Regions from separate parts of the Gossypium hirsutum genome. Here region 2 is linked to region 1. The links are chromatin contacts, called in public Hi-C maps. All regions are on one chromosome and are shown on one strand. The core of a region is the stretch at or near the end of the contact, and the rest is flanking DNA. Distances in the headings are between cores, read along the strand shown. Region 1 has its middle 8.2 kb from the start of LOC121215467. Region 2 holds the start of LOC107950120 (nuclear pore complex protein NUP98A).

Evidence for each region. Hi-C and Micro-C count contacts between places; a contact is called where the count stands out from the background.
Region 2: a Hi-C map of leaf shows a contact between it and region 1, with 5 times the contacts expected there. The contact joins the promoter of LOC107950120 here to the enhancer-like site in region 1. A contact is called at or near these places in 6 of 34 Hi-C or Micro-C datasets (hypocotyl and leaf).

Annotation. Positions count from the first base shown.
Region 1 is chrD03:36,031,743-36,034,782 of Gossypium_hirsutum_v2.1, forward strand. No RefSeq gene overlaps it. Among protein-coding and RNA genes, the nearest start is that of LOC121215467, 8.2 kb to the left of the region's middle. Within about 2 kb of position 1,454, at least 4 of the 9 cell types and tissues checked have an H3K27ac peak or open chromatin away from gene starts, as enhancers often do. A contact at or near this core is called in hypocotyl and leaf, where this site is marked.
Region 2 is chrD03:36,242,143-36,245,271 of Gossypium_hirsutum_v2.1, forward strand. LOC107950120 (nuclear pore complex protein NUP98A) reads left to right here and starts at 1,692. Exons shown (of 14, transcript XM_016884882.2): 1 at 1,692-1,868; 2 at 1,983-2,036; 3 at 2,372-2,434; 4 at 2,964-3,129. The coding sequence starts at 2,416.

The DNA of each region.
Region 1 (3,040 bases), core at 204-2,703:
GGGCTAAATTTGTTAAATCAAGATCAAATTGATAGAATGTGTAAACTTTGAGGATTAAATTTGTTATTATATATAAAAAATGTACTGTAAAAAATGAACGTTGATAATGGCAATGTAGAACGATCGCAAAGCAAAAAGAAAGAAAAAATAAGAACACACAGATTTTATGTGGAAACGCTTTCAGGGAAAAACCACAGGCAGAGGAAAAAAAATTCACTAATGTTGAAATAAGAATGATATAAGAGGAGTTTGGTCTATTTCTATTTATAGGTTGAAAAACTTTATTCTAATCGATGTCAAATAGAAGGAGAGAGGTTCTATACGGGTTCTACTTGCACAATTAATATCAAATAGAAGAAGTGTACTTCTCGACGAATTCCGCTTATGCACCTTGTACCGTATCGCGAGGGTCGGGTCGCCCTCACAGATCTCCTTATTTTATCACTGTATTTTATTTCTTTAACATGAACTTAAGTCACAAACTTTAACATGTATAATTGATGAAAAAGATTACCGTTTCGAACCTAACATGGATTAAATTACTATAATTAAAAAATATATATTTACAAATTAAGTCATTTATGCTACTTCTATTAAAAAAATTGAGTCGTGTACACCGAAGTAAACACAAAATCCAAGCCAAACTTGAGTTGATTTGACATTAAATGAACATAATTTGTTTCAACAGCTGGCCATAATATACCAAGTCCAAGTAGGCATGGAGAACAAAACGGAATTTGAACGGGATATTAAAATAAAATTAAGTAACAACTATCCACGTTTACTTCCAACATGTTATGCGTGAATTTTGAGAACTTTCCAATGAGCTACATTTTCCTTTGTAAAAATAAATAATAACATGATCTAAATTACCATAGCAATGACGTTGTTGTGGGAAAACTTTTCCCATGGTGAAAAACTAAAGAGGAAGCAAAAGAGAAAAGAGAAAGTGAAGCGAATAGGCACGCTTCCCTTGCTTTTCCCTTAACATTCCATATTCCATGCGTCTTGTAAAGTAGATTTTATTATCTGCCTATTCTCATCCAAAATATCAATCATTTCACGGCTCTAATTAACTCAATCCTCTCCTCCATGGAATGATGGGTGGAATTTGATTACTTAATGAATTTTATTTAATGATTTAATCTTTTGTGTAGACAGAGCATTAACAATGACAGTGCAAAAGGGTGGCAGCTGATCCCATAAAACCACTGCAACTATAGTGAAATATAGAGATGGAGTTTGACAGCAACAACTCATTGGGTCCACAACAGCCGTAAAGACTAAAGGGACAACTCCAATATATTCTTATATATTTTTATGCATAGGGCTAGTAAATGTGTATATATATTTACAGAACATAAGCAAAAGGGAAGAGGTGGGGCTAACTGCAGGTTTCTGACATACCTGGGGATGTCATAGGGGCTCAGTGTTTTTTTCTCTTTCTTTTGTCCTTCACTTGGCTCTCCCTCAATTAATGCCGGCTACCCAGAAAGCTAAGGGATCACTTCCTTTGTATATGTGTATGTCTATTCCACCTGCTATCTTCCTTTTCTTGTGTCTTTTCCTTTTACAACTTTACTTTGTCTTCACTCTTCACTCACCCTCCTCCTGCAATTTTTTTTCCCCTTTTGCCATGTGACTGGCAAATGGCAATAGCATCTTCTAACTTGTTCTTGTTCTTCTTCTTGTAATGCAATAATGATGAGATGGGGATGGACCATTTTTTTTTGTTCTTGTGAGAGGAAAAGAGAGAAACTGCTTGCACTGGGGGTATTCGGTTGTGTGTTGGCACAGTGAGTTAGGGGTCCCCTACTTGGATGAGTAGTTACTTTTTAGCCTTGGTTTTGGTTTTTTGCATGGGCTGTCCTTGTACTTCCCAACTGGGTATTCAAAACCTTAGCTTTTTGTGGTACCACTGTAGTAAATGAGAGATAAATGATCTTTCTTCACAGTAACCATTCTTTGTTTGTTTTTCAAGGTTTTTCCACATGAAGCTTTTTTATTTTAAATACGTTTGTCAGACGATATAAGACAAAAATAATGAGTGTGGGCTATGTGCAAATGGATAGGTGTATACATCCCCATGAAGCTACGAGCTTAATGGGCTGATACGAATATAAAAAAGTGAACTTGCAGGGCTTCAAGTGATTAGGGGGTTTGTTCTCAATAACCCTGTTCGTTATGGAACAGAAGGCTTAAAACCCACCACCCCAAACATTTTCTTTGATGCATTGGGTTAGGTTGCTGGACCGCAGCCTTATTTTCTCAAGGCCCTCAAATTTTATAGAAAAAGTCATTTTAGCCCTCTATTTATTTTTTCGTTTTTTTAATTCTAAATTGTTTTATCAAATCACTCTAAAATAAATAAAAAAATTAACGTATTTTAATTTTATTGGCGTGAAATACACGTGGATGACATGTCAGTATTTAATTAATTTATTTATGATTTTTATACTTTTTAAATAATTTTATTGATTTTTAATTTTTAAAAAATAATTTTTTGAATTTTTAAAATTTTAATTAAATGTTGATATGACATACATGTGGATTGCCACATGTATGTCACATCAACAAAGTTAAAAAAAGTTAACATTTTCATCCATTTTGAGGTGATTTGATAAAAACACAAATTTAAAGGCTAAAAAAGATAAAAGAAAAACTTAATTAAGAACTAAAATGACTTTTTCTATAAAGTTGGAGGACTAAAGAAGTCATTATTCCTTCTCTCTTATAATTATAGCCAGTTTGATATTAGTTGAATATTGTGATGCTTCAATTGATGCCTATGGCTAGTTTCAAAGATGAACAAGGCTGGTTTGGATTTGTCGACTTCGGGGATGTTTTTGGAGGATGCACAATTTTTCAAGAAATATTTCGTTAGTGCCTGCCAACCTAAGTGGTAACCAAGTGATTCACTGCTTAGTTTCGGAATTGATTGCAATGAATCCTTTTATTTTCAACTTATTATCCTACTAGAAACTTACGTCTCAATACAATGAAATTTAATAATCCTTCAACTCAAACATGAAATTGGTGG
Region 2 (3,129 bases), core at 442-2,941, 210 kb after region 1:
TATAATCAATTTATCTTATAAATCAAAAATAAATATTAAAACCAAATTATTTTTAAAAGATTTAAAAACTCCATCCAAATTTTAAAATAAAATTCATTTTCAAACATACTCTAAAAAAATACATTATCTATAGATAATTGAGTTTTTTTCTCCATATTAATATTTCAACTTATCATTTTCTCAATTAATATTCTAATGTCTTGATGTGATATTTTAATATTGTGTTACATCATTTAAAAATTATAATTTAAAAAAAACTAAATGATAACACATTATAATTTCAAAATGTCATGTATAAAAAATACTAAATCGAGAGATTAATATGATTTTTTTAATTTAAATTAAAAAATTATCTAATCATATATATATACACACATAGCAATATGAGGTTACAAAAAGAAAATACATAGTGATTTTCACATTACAATTTTTTTTAACACATAGTATTCTCCATTTGAAACACTTATTTACAAATTGGATAAACTATTTTTTTATTCCTTTGTCTTTTAATCTTTTAAGTTATTCATGCATTTTATTTAAATTTTTTGTTTCTAATTTTTTATATGTTAAATATAAAGTTGATTTTAAATAAATTATCACTTTATTTTAAGATTTTACTTAATTGAATTAATTTTAAGTTTTATAATATTAAATTTAATGAATGTTAAATTGTTAACCTTAAAATATAGTTTTAAAAAATACATATTAATAAAATTTATCAAATAAAATTTATATTTTTCAAATATAATAAGAGTTAATTACAAATTAAAGTAGAGCAAACATAAATACAAAATTATAGTTTTAACAATTTTAACATTAAAATAAATTAATTTATCCATATACATAAAATGAATAACTTGTAAGAAATTATTAATAATATTATTTAAATTATAATATATTAATATTAATATTCAAGATGAATTTTTATATTATTTAATATTAAATATTTTAAAATTAAATAACATTAATATAACTAATTCTAAATTAGACCTTATTTGATAGATTATTGAAAAAAATTAAATCAATTGAAATTTAATATTTTATGATGTATGATAATTCAAAATAAAATCTGATAGAATTTTTACATAAAAAAGTGTGATAAATAATAAGTAAATAAGAACTATTTAAAACTTAATGGAGAATATTTTCAATTAATTCTATTTTATTTTATTTATTTTAATATTATATTATTATGTAACAATTTTACTTTAAAATTTGATTTTTGTTTAGAATAAAGTGAAATGTTTAAAAATTAAGGCTAAAACGTAAAATTTTATTTTTTATAATTTAAAAAATATATTTATTAAATAATTTAATTATATTCCATAATTAATTTTAAGTAATATTTCAAAAAAATTTATAGTTTAAATTTAGTATTTAAATTTTCAATACTTAAATTTTCAATTTATCAAATAATACTTTAAAAACTTTAAACAAAAATTAATATTATAAAAATTTATAAATTTAATATTAGATATCGTATCACACGAGTTTGTGTATAAAAATTAAAAATATATAAATACACAGTTAATAGAAATATATAATTGATAGAAATAATAAAATGTATATAATTAAAATAAAAATATATAAATATGTCAAAATAGAGTTTTAGTTGGATGAAAATTAAAATTTTCAATTTTTACTAATTTAGACACTAAATAATGTCTTTTTCCGGTTAAACAAACTAACAATGCTACGTGGATCACCCGATCCTACAAAGCTTCTCTCCTGCTCCCGGTATGATTTCCGCTTGGTTTGGTTGTTTTGGCCATCGTGGGTCTTCTTCTCTCCCTTCTTCTTTCACACCCTTTCTATTCTGATTTTCCCACGCAATAAACAAACCTCCCGATTCAGATCCGTCCTAAAAGGTTCCCCCTCTCCCAAACCCTAATTTATCATCTTTTCTCACTCGCACTTCCACTGCATAAACTGCTTCATAATACATGCTGGTTCTTTCTTTTTTTGGTCATCTTTAATAACAGGTTTCACAATTGGAAAGTACATATAATAGCTATTGAACACCTTTTTTTTCCCCGGTATATCTTCTTTCCCTCTTTCCCTCTTTCCATCTTTGACTATTTATTTTTATATATATGTGCCTGTGTATTTAGTTTTAAGTAAATGAATTGGAGGGATAAAATTAAATGAAACGGTTGAAACGCCTTTTTAATCGGTACTGAATGATTGATTCTTTTGATTGAAGAAACGGATCCCGAGTTTGGTTCGGGGCATCACGTTTGCCGCATTTGATTTATTTTTCGCAATATTAATTCAAGTTTCAGCATGGATTTAGTTGAATTTATTTATTCATTACTGGTTCTAGTTTCCATGTTTGTTTAAATCAGCTTTCTGCTTCGTTTTCTTTTCTCAGTTTGAGATCAAGGACCTGTGGAGTAAATAACTACGTAGACGAAGATGTTTGGTACAACTAATCGTGAGACTTTCTCTTACCTTTCACTCTTTCCCGTTGAAATCATATTCTGATTTTACATGTTGAGCTGTTGTTTCGATGAATGCATAATTTCTTCCGTTCCTTTTTAAAAGTAATAGCTCGTGCTTTTAACTTTTATAAAGCCATTGTGAAATTCAGGAGTTTGATTGGTTTTCAGATTGAAGATTAGCTTAATTATGCAAGAAGCATTTACATGTTGCATCCGTGATATGCACAGATCATTGTTATCTTCTTATTCTTCTTCCTTCATTGTTGCCTTTTTTTTTTTATTTATTTATAAAATACTACTGCACTTCATCACACCAAAAGTGTTTACCAGTATGTTGTTGGTGTTCTGTTCCTTGGTAACTGTTACCGGTCAATATTCATTCTCTGTTATTTGCTATATATATATGTGTATATATATATACCTTTAACCTGCTTTACACTTCATCGGTTTTTAGAATAAATTTGTTATTACTTATGAATCTTTTTGGACAATTAAGTTAACTGTCAGAAACTCTTTAAACAGCTTTTGGGCAATCATCAAGTAGCCCATTTGCATCCCAATCTGTTTTTGGGCAGACCAGTGCAAGTAGCAATCCATTTGCACCTAAACCTTCCTTCGGTAGTCCAAACCCTTTTGGTTCCCAAACAGGGGGTTCGGTATTTGGAGGTACTTCTACTGGAGTGTTTGG